Regions from separate parts of the Gossypium hirsutum genome. Here region 2 is linked to region 1. A link is a contact called in public Hi-C data. All regions are on one chromosome and are shown on one strand. Each heading gives the region's core, a stretch centred on a gene start, on an enhancer-like site or on the middle of the called end of the contact. The rest is flanking DNA. Distances are from core to core; before and after follow the strand shown. Region 1 holds the start of LOC107963840 (6-phosphofructo-2-kinase/fructose-2,6-bisphosphatase). Region 2 holds the start of LOC107963835 (E3 ubiquitin-protein ligase RZFP34).

Evidence for each region. Hi-C and Micro-C count contacts between places; a contact is called where the count stands out from the background.
Region 2: a contact with region 1 is called in a Hi-C map of leaf, with 2.3 times the contacts expected there. The contact joins the promoter of LOC107963835 here to the promoter of LOC107963840 in region 1. A contact is called at or near these places in 3 of 34 Hi-C or Micro-C datasets (all in leaf).

What each region holds. Positions count from the first base shown.
Region 1 is chrA03:5,379,486-5,382,916 of Gossypium_hirsutum_v2.1, reverse strand. LOC107963840 (6-phosphofructo-2-kinase/fructose-2,6-bisphosphatase) reads left to right here and starts at 1,272. Exons shown (of 23, transcript XM_016900336.2): 1 at 1,272-1,694; 2 at 1,786-1,849; 3 at 2,290-2,594; 4 at 2,806-2,967. The coding sequence starts at 1,503.
Region 2 is chrA03:5,519,294-5,522,729 of Gossypium_hirsutum_v2.1, reverse strand. LOC107963835 (E3 ubiquitin-protein ligase RZFP34) reads right to left here and starts at 1,747. Exons shown (of 12, transcript XM_016900331.2): 1 at 1,561-1,747; 2 at 1,205-1,314; 3 at 985-1,072; 4 at 825-884; 5 at 251-283; 6 at 72-149. The coding sequence starts at 1,311.

The DNA of each region.
Region 1 (3,431 bases), core at 23-2,522:
AAAAATCTTACTCGAGGCTCGATTCGTTTAAAAAATAAACATTAATTTTTTATCAAAATTTATTTTTCGAGCCTATATTTTTATTCAAATCCTTTCACATGAGTGAAACTTTCGAAACTGATCAAGGAACCAAACCCAATTTTAGGCAAATGGCTTGGTTGTATTTTTTGAGGGTCGAACATATTTAGAACGTGTTTACACAATAATTGTAGGCTTACGCACGATAATCCTTACGTACAAAAGTATACAATAAATTGAAATAATGTCATAACAATAACGCTCTCATTTGTTTGCGAAAAGTAAATTAAAATTAAAATTAAATGTTTATATAAAATCAAAATGTATATGTTATATTATGAATTAAAAGGGTAAATAGGTTTTTTTTAATTTATAAAATTGGCTTTAATGTTAAAATTAATATATATATTTATTTAGATTAGTATCTGAAATTGGACGATGTTAACCAATCATGGTGTTAATTGTCACAATTGCATTAACAAATAATGTGCCACATGTGTAACTTTTATAAACCCGTTGTCCATGTTATCTAATTTTAATAGAGTTACAATTAGATCTTATTTATGAGTCGGATAATTTAGTCTTCTCGAAGGTCTATTCAAAAAGTGAGAGGGTTCTAATAAAAATTATAGGTCTGAAAAATGAGTTTGGAAAAAAAAAGGCCTATTTAGACGGGCTAGGCCTCGAGTAAAGCTTTTTTGGCCTGACCCGACCTAAATATGTAAAAAACTATAATTTTTTTAAATTTTTTTTACTATTTTTTTCCACTATTTTACTACCATTTCACTATTATGTTGTTACTATTTTATGATTATTGTATAACTCTTATTTTATTATTAATTTTATTACTATTTCAGAGGTATTTACTTAATTAAATTTATTTTCAATTTGTTGAGAAATATTGATTTTAATGTTTTTAGTATTTTTAATATATTATATAATTTTTTAAAATTTTATATATAAAAATTTAATACTGACCGGGATGAGCCCGGATTTTATTCGGATCAAGCCCAAATCTAACAAATGAGCCTAAAATTTTGATTGGACCTAACTCGGTGTATGAACGCCTCTAGTAATAATAAATATCAATATCAGACAAAACACTAAAATATGTGATGAAAATTAAATTCAGTTATTAATCTAAATAAAAATATATATAGACAACAATTTAAAATATAATAAAAAAATAAAATTAGGAAATTTATAAAAAAAATGAAAAAGAAAATGCCAAAAGTGATGAATGCAGACAAACAATTCTGGACTCTCCATTTTATTTTCTTATAATAATAAATATAAATCTCTGGATTCAATCTTCTTTCTTATCCATCCAAACAATAAAAATAAGAAAAAAAAGAAAAACTAGGAATATACTTCCTTCAGTATTTACTCAACCATGAAAGCAGCTGAACCTAAATTTTGAAGTGCCGCTTACATCTATTAAAAATTTTTAATTATTGGAATAAGAAAAGAGAGAGGCGAATTGAATGGGGACGGGAACATCGAGGAACGCCGATGGAGGGTTGCATGGAGGTGAAGAACGAGAGGAGAGCCTTGACCAAGCCGGTGGCCAACTCTACGTTTCGTTGAAGATGGAGAATTACAAGAAGAAAGGAGACCTTATCCCTCATATTTATGGCTCTGTTCCTCTGGTTGGTTCTTGGGATTCAACCAAAGCTGTAATCTCTCTCTCTCTCTCTAGTTTCATTTTTTTTGAATTAATTTTTAGTTATGTAATTGTAATTTTGTTTTTTTTTTAAATGGTGATAGCTTTCAATGGAGCGAGAATCGGCTTCGATGTGGGAGCTGAGCTTCGTTGTTCCTCCTAATCATGGTAAAGTGTGTTGCTAGGGTTGCTACTCTTTTTTTTTTTTCTGTTCTTTCATTTTTGGATATGGTTTTGTTTGGTTACTGGGAAAACTAAATAGAATATGGGTGTTGGGAAAATTAAGATTATCCTTTAACTTACCAACTTTTTAGAAGATGTTATCATTAAATTTTTTATTGAAGCTGAAAAAAACTCCATTGCACTATTGAATTAATACTGTATAGTCTACTAGTCCTCTACGTTTTTAAGAATCAGGTTTCCAAATTTAGAGATTACCTTTGGGGTTTCTGATGTAAAATTTTAAGGCTCTGTTTGGGTTTCTGCTTTTGCTACTTCTATTTTTATTTTTTTTATTTTTGTTGGATTCAAAAATAGTAGCTAAAGTGAATCTTAGGAATTCATTGGAGTTTTCTACTTATTTGTGTGTTTTACCTGTTTAAATTTAGAAACTTTGGATTTCAAGTTCTTGTTGAAGCCTAAGCATGGTTACATGCCTTGTATTGTCGAGGAGGGTCCAAACCGGTTGCTTACTGGGGGTACTTTACAAGGGGATGCTAGACATGCTAGACTGGCACTATTTAAGCTAGATAATGAGGAGGTTCTTGAGTATCGGGTGTTCATTAAAGCAGACAGGGTATCACCCTTTGATCTTGCGGCAAGTTGGAGAGCTTATCAAGATAATCTCCGGCCTTCGACTGTTCGTGGCATTCCTGATGTTAGCATCAATGCAGCTCCAGAGACAGGTCATGAGGTATGTCCTATTTGGTCCATGTTCTCTCAATCTTTTATTTTTAAGAGAAAAGTGCTTTTCAACCTGCGGTATGTATTGAAAAGATGGGTTCATGTGTAAATTATCATTTCTGAATTATCAGCTCTACAGCTGATTGGAGCTTTGCCTTGATTCTTGAGCCTTATGTTTGTTAAGGTACTTGAATGTAAAATTCCTTTGTTTTACTGTACAGAACGGCTCTTCTGCTAGTTTGGAGCTTGACCTTGAACATTATGTTGTACCTGCTCCATCCACTTCTGCAAACTCAGGGCTCGTTTATGCAGCCAACTTGGCAGAAAATCCACGGTCTCTAACCTCTTCTGGGGTTTCTGGCGATCGACCTGCAACTATAAAGGTTTATCTTGGTAACCCATCTTGCAAATGTGTAAGCTAGATTGTCTTATGGGCCTTGAAAAAGATATTTACATATTATCAGTTTAAGGATGTTAACGCACAATGTTGTCCTGCTACTCTGACACTTTATTTTCTTGAAGTGCCTGTGTCTGACACTTTGGACGGACATGGGCATGGATGTTCAACTCTCCAAATGCGTGGAAAAGTTTAGACTTGTGTTAGACAGAGACCCTTATCTGACACTCAAGCCCCAGCCTGTATAACATAGGTTTTCTGGTATTCCATGCTGTGTAATTTTTTAGATCATATTATTTAGTAAACATAAATCTTAATTCTAAATGTAATGGCAAGTTCCAGAGGCCTATCCATCAAGTGATATGTAAGCAAATTGTTGTTCACATTGCATCTTAGATTGCATACTTAATAGGCAGAGATCATTTACAAAGGTTACCAAGCTCCATGGCT
Region 2 (3,436 bases), core at 498-2,997, 140 kb before region 1:
TTATGACATAAGCGATCATTTAAAGATTTTCAAGCCAGATTCACAGCAAAGAAACGAAAGAAAAGACTTACATCATCATCAAAGAATTTACATTTACCACAGAAGTACTTCCCCATACAGACTCCACAATTGATGCAATACTGTTGTACCTGAACGGATAAAAGAAAAGATTACAACAACAATGATTTGTGTTTCAGGTTTTAACAGAAAATGATATTACTTTAATCTCAATGTTTAGGGGATCACTCACATCTTGTTCTGTGTCACATAGGGAGCAGATGACCTGAAATTGACAAATAAGAAAGTTCGACAAATCTTAAATGAGAATCTAAAGAAATAATTATAAGCTTTCTAACAAATTAAGGATTTGCTTTATTGGAGATTAAATGTAAGTCACAAAGCAAAGATATTTGTCACATAAATTTAAGAACCAAACATATTGTTAAGGATACAACAAACTTATAAAGGAGATAATGATAATTGTTAACTCCTTCAGATTCTTTGTAGTTACGTACTTGCTTTTTGTCACTCAAAAAGGGCATGAAAAAAGAACCACCAAAATGAAAAAAGCGTAGGCAAGAATTCAATTTGATAACTACATATTTGCTGTCCTATTTCTCTTTTCCTTTTTTGTGTTAATTTTTGCCCTTAGATATGGAAACAAAAGGAACTCTTAGCAGGGTAATATTAGAGTTATCTCATTAATTAATTTCTACAGCAATCCCTTCCACATTGCCATCATGTATAACTATTTGACATATCAGTAAACAAGCCATTCCAAAGGAGCACAATTTATATACAGATATACATATATATAAACAAACCTTTTCAACTTCATGGCGTGGAATGTCATGCTGCTTAAGAGGACTAGATTCCGGGGAATTCTTTTTTTTTTTTCCAGAAAACAAAAAGAAGGATCAGCTAAAAGCTAATTATTAACCCCATAAATATCAACACTTTTTTCTTTAAGAAAATACGGGTTACCTTAGATTCATTATGGCAATGTCTGCAATAAAAAACCTCATTGCAACAAGGTGCTCTGATCTTACATCTTCTTCTATAATGTGAACACCTAATTATATACACCGATGAGAAAAAGAGAAAACAACCCACAAATTATATATCACCAAATCAATCAATCAATCAAACCAAAAAAAAAAAAAACCGGAAGATTAATTGAAAAGCAAAGAAAACGTGATGTTACCCATAATTCCCTAATCCAGTCTCCATCAAAGAACCATTTTCATGATTCCCAAATTCAACAGATTTCAACTCAGTTGTACATGACTTTGTCTCACATACACCTTCCATACTCTGGAAAAAAAAAACCCAAACCCAAACAAAATATCCAACGCTTTCTTTAGAACAAACTATTTGGGAAAAATCAAAGGTTTTTATATGGGTGGATTTGAAATGAGCTGACTCAGATACAAACAAGAGCTTTACCAGGTGAGGCAATTAATCAAACAGATGATGGAGATATTAGTGTGTATCGAGTCATTAAATCACTATAATTAGAAACTGTCTTATATATCTGTGATTTTTTTCTCGATAACGTACCCGGTATTAACGCGATCTTATATTAGGATAACCCAAAGAAAGCTTCTATTCTGAATCAACAAGCTGATAGTGCTAACTCATTCGACGAGTTAAGAGTGAGTTGGGTTCCGGATTCCGAGTTCGGAGTTACGGGGAAGTTTCCCATGGTTTTTATAAAATGAAAGGAAAAGCGGCAGGCGGGAAAACAACGGCAAAAAGGAAGGTTAGTAAATTACATTTAAGTTCAATATTTTGTTTTTAGTTCCCACTCAAAATTAGTGGTTCCCTCTAAGGGTAGTTTTGGGATGAAACTTTTATGGTTGAAATGAATGTTTTCTATCACAAGCGCCACATAAATGGTATCACGCGCTACTATCCTCAATTACAGAAAATAGTATTTTTATCATGGAAATTATTTTGATTAAATTGTGGTTTTGGTCCCTTTTCTTTGCTTAAATTTGAAATTTAATTCATATTAACTTAATTTAACATAATTTCATCCCTCAACTTTAATAAACACTATTAATTGTTTCAATTAAAATGTTGGTAATTTTTTTTCCCAAAAAACCCCTTTTACAACTTCTTGTGTTGTGAATATTTTTGTGTTGGAACGAGTGCTTTAAATTATGCCAAAATATTTTAATCGAAATGTTTAATGTGTTAACATTGTAAAAATAAAATATTAAATTATGCTAAAATAAATTTTTTTGATACTTTTTATGTCCATTTTTCAATGTGTTCAGTGTTCATGGCTACCCCTCTAATAATGTTATTTTTAAGATTTATACACGTCTTTCCCCTTAAAAGTGCAATTTGTCATACCATTAGACTTAACATTGATTGGTTATGCGAAAAATAAAATATAACAACTAAATTTCAATTTTAAGTATGGCAAAGACACCAACTAAAATTGGACCAATTACTTTTGTAAAGTTGAAATATTTATAAGAAATAATTCAAAATCCTAGTATATAACACACTCCACCTACTATTAATTTACGGGTTAACATTTGGTACATTGATAATATATATTTTTTATTCCACGAGTAGTTTTAAAAAAGTCTTACGTCTTTTTTAAAAAATATTTTTTAATATTTTACTAAATTTTCATGAGACATTTGTCAACCTCTTGATCTTACTTATAAAATCTAAAACTCCTACCAAATATTTGCTCTTAGTTTATTTTAGATAAAAATAAAGGAATTTGAACAATCAAAATTTATTTCATTTAACAAAGATTAATTATTTATTTAAATTATATTATTTATTTTCAAACACTAAACGCAATAATTTTTTATTTAAAATAAAATTTTATGAATATCTATAAACTTATAAATTCAAGATTTAGTCTCTATATTTATAAAATTAAAAATTAAATCCTTATTTTTCTATTAAAAAAAGATTATGTTCACTATTTTACCTCTAAATTATATCAATTTTTTCACTTTAGTACCTATTTTTTTACACATTTTGGTACTTAAAATTCATTTTGTCCTCCATTTTAGCCCATGGAGTTTAACAACATTTAACTAATATATATTAGAAAATTCTAAATCTAAAAAATCTAAAAAAATATAAAAATATTTAAACATTTTAAAAATAAAATACAAATTATAGAAAAAATTAAAAATAAAAATTTTAAAATTTTCAAAATTTAAAAAAAAAAGTTAAAAACTTAGTTCTACTTTTAAAAAATTTCAAAAAATAATTTAAAAAATACATACTCTAAAGAAAATTAAAAAATAAAAATCATTGGTACTGACTAATTTGACCGACATAGATCAACTTTGATCAATTGATGTTCAATGTCCAAATAAATTTGATCAACCTAATCTTGTTCGAATTAGATGATATTCAAATAAAACTTTCTCAACAATAACTACTGTAGAATTTAAAT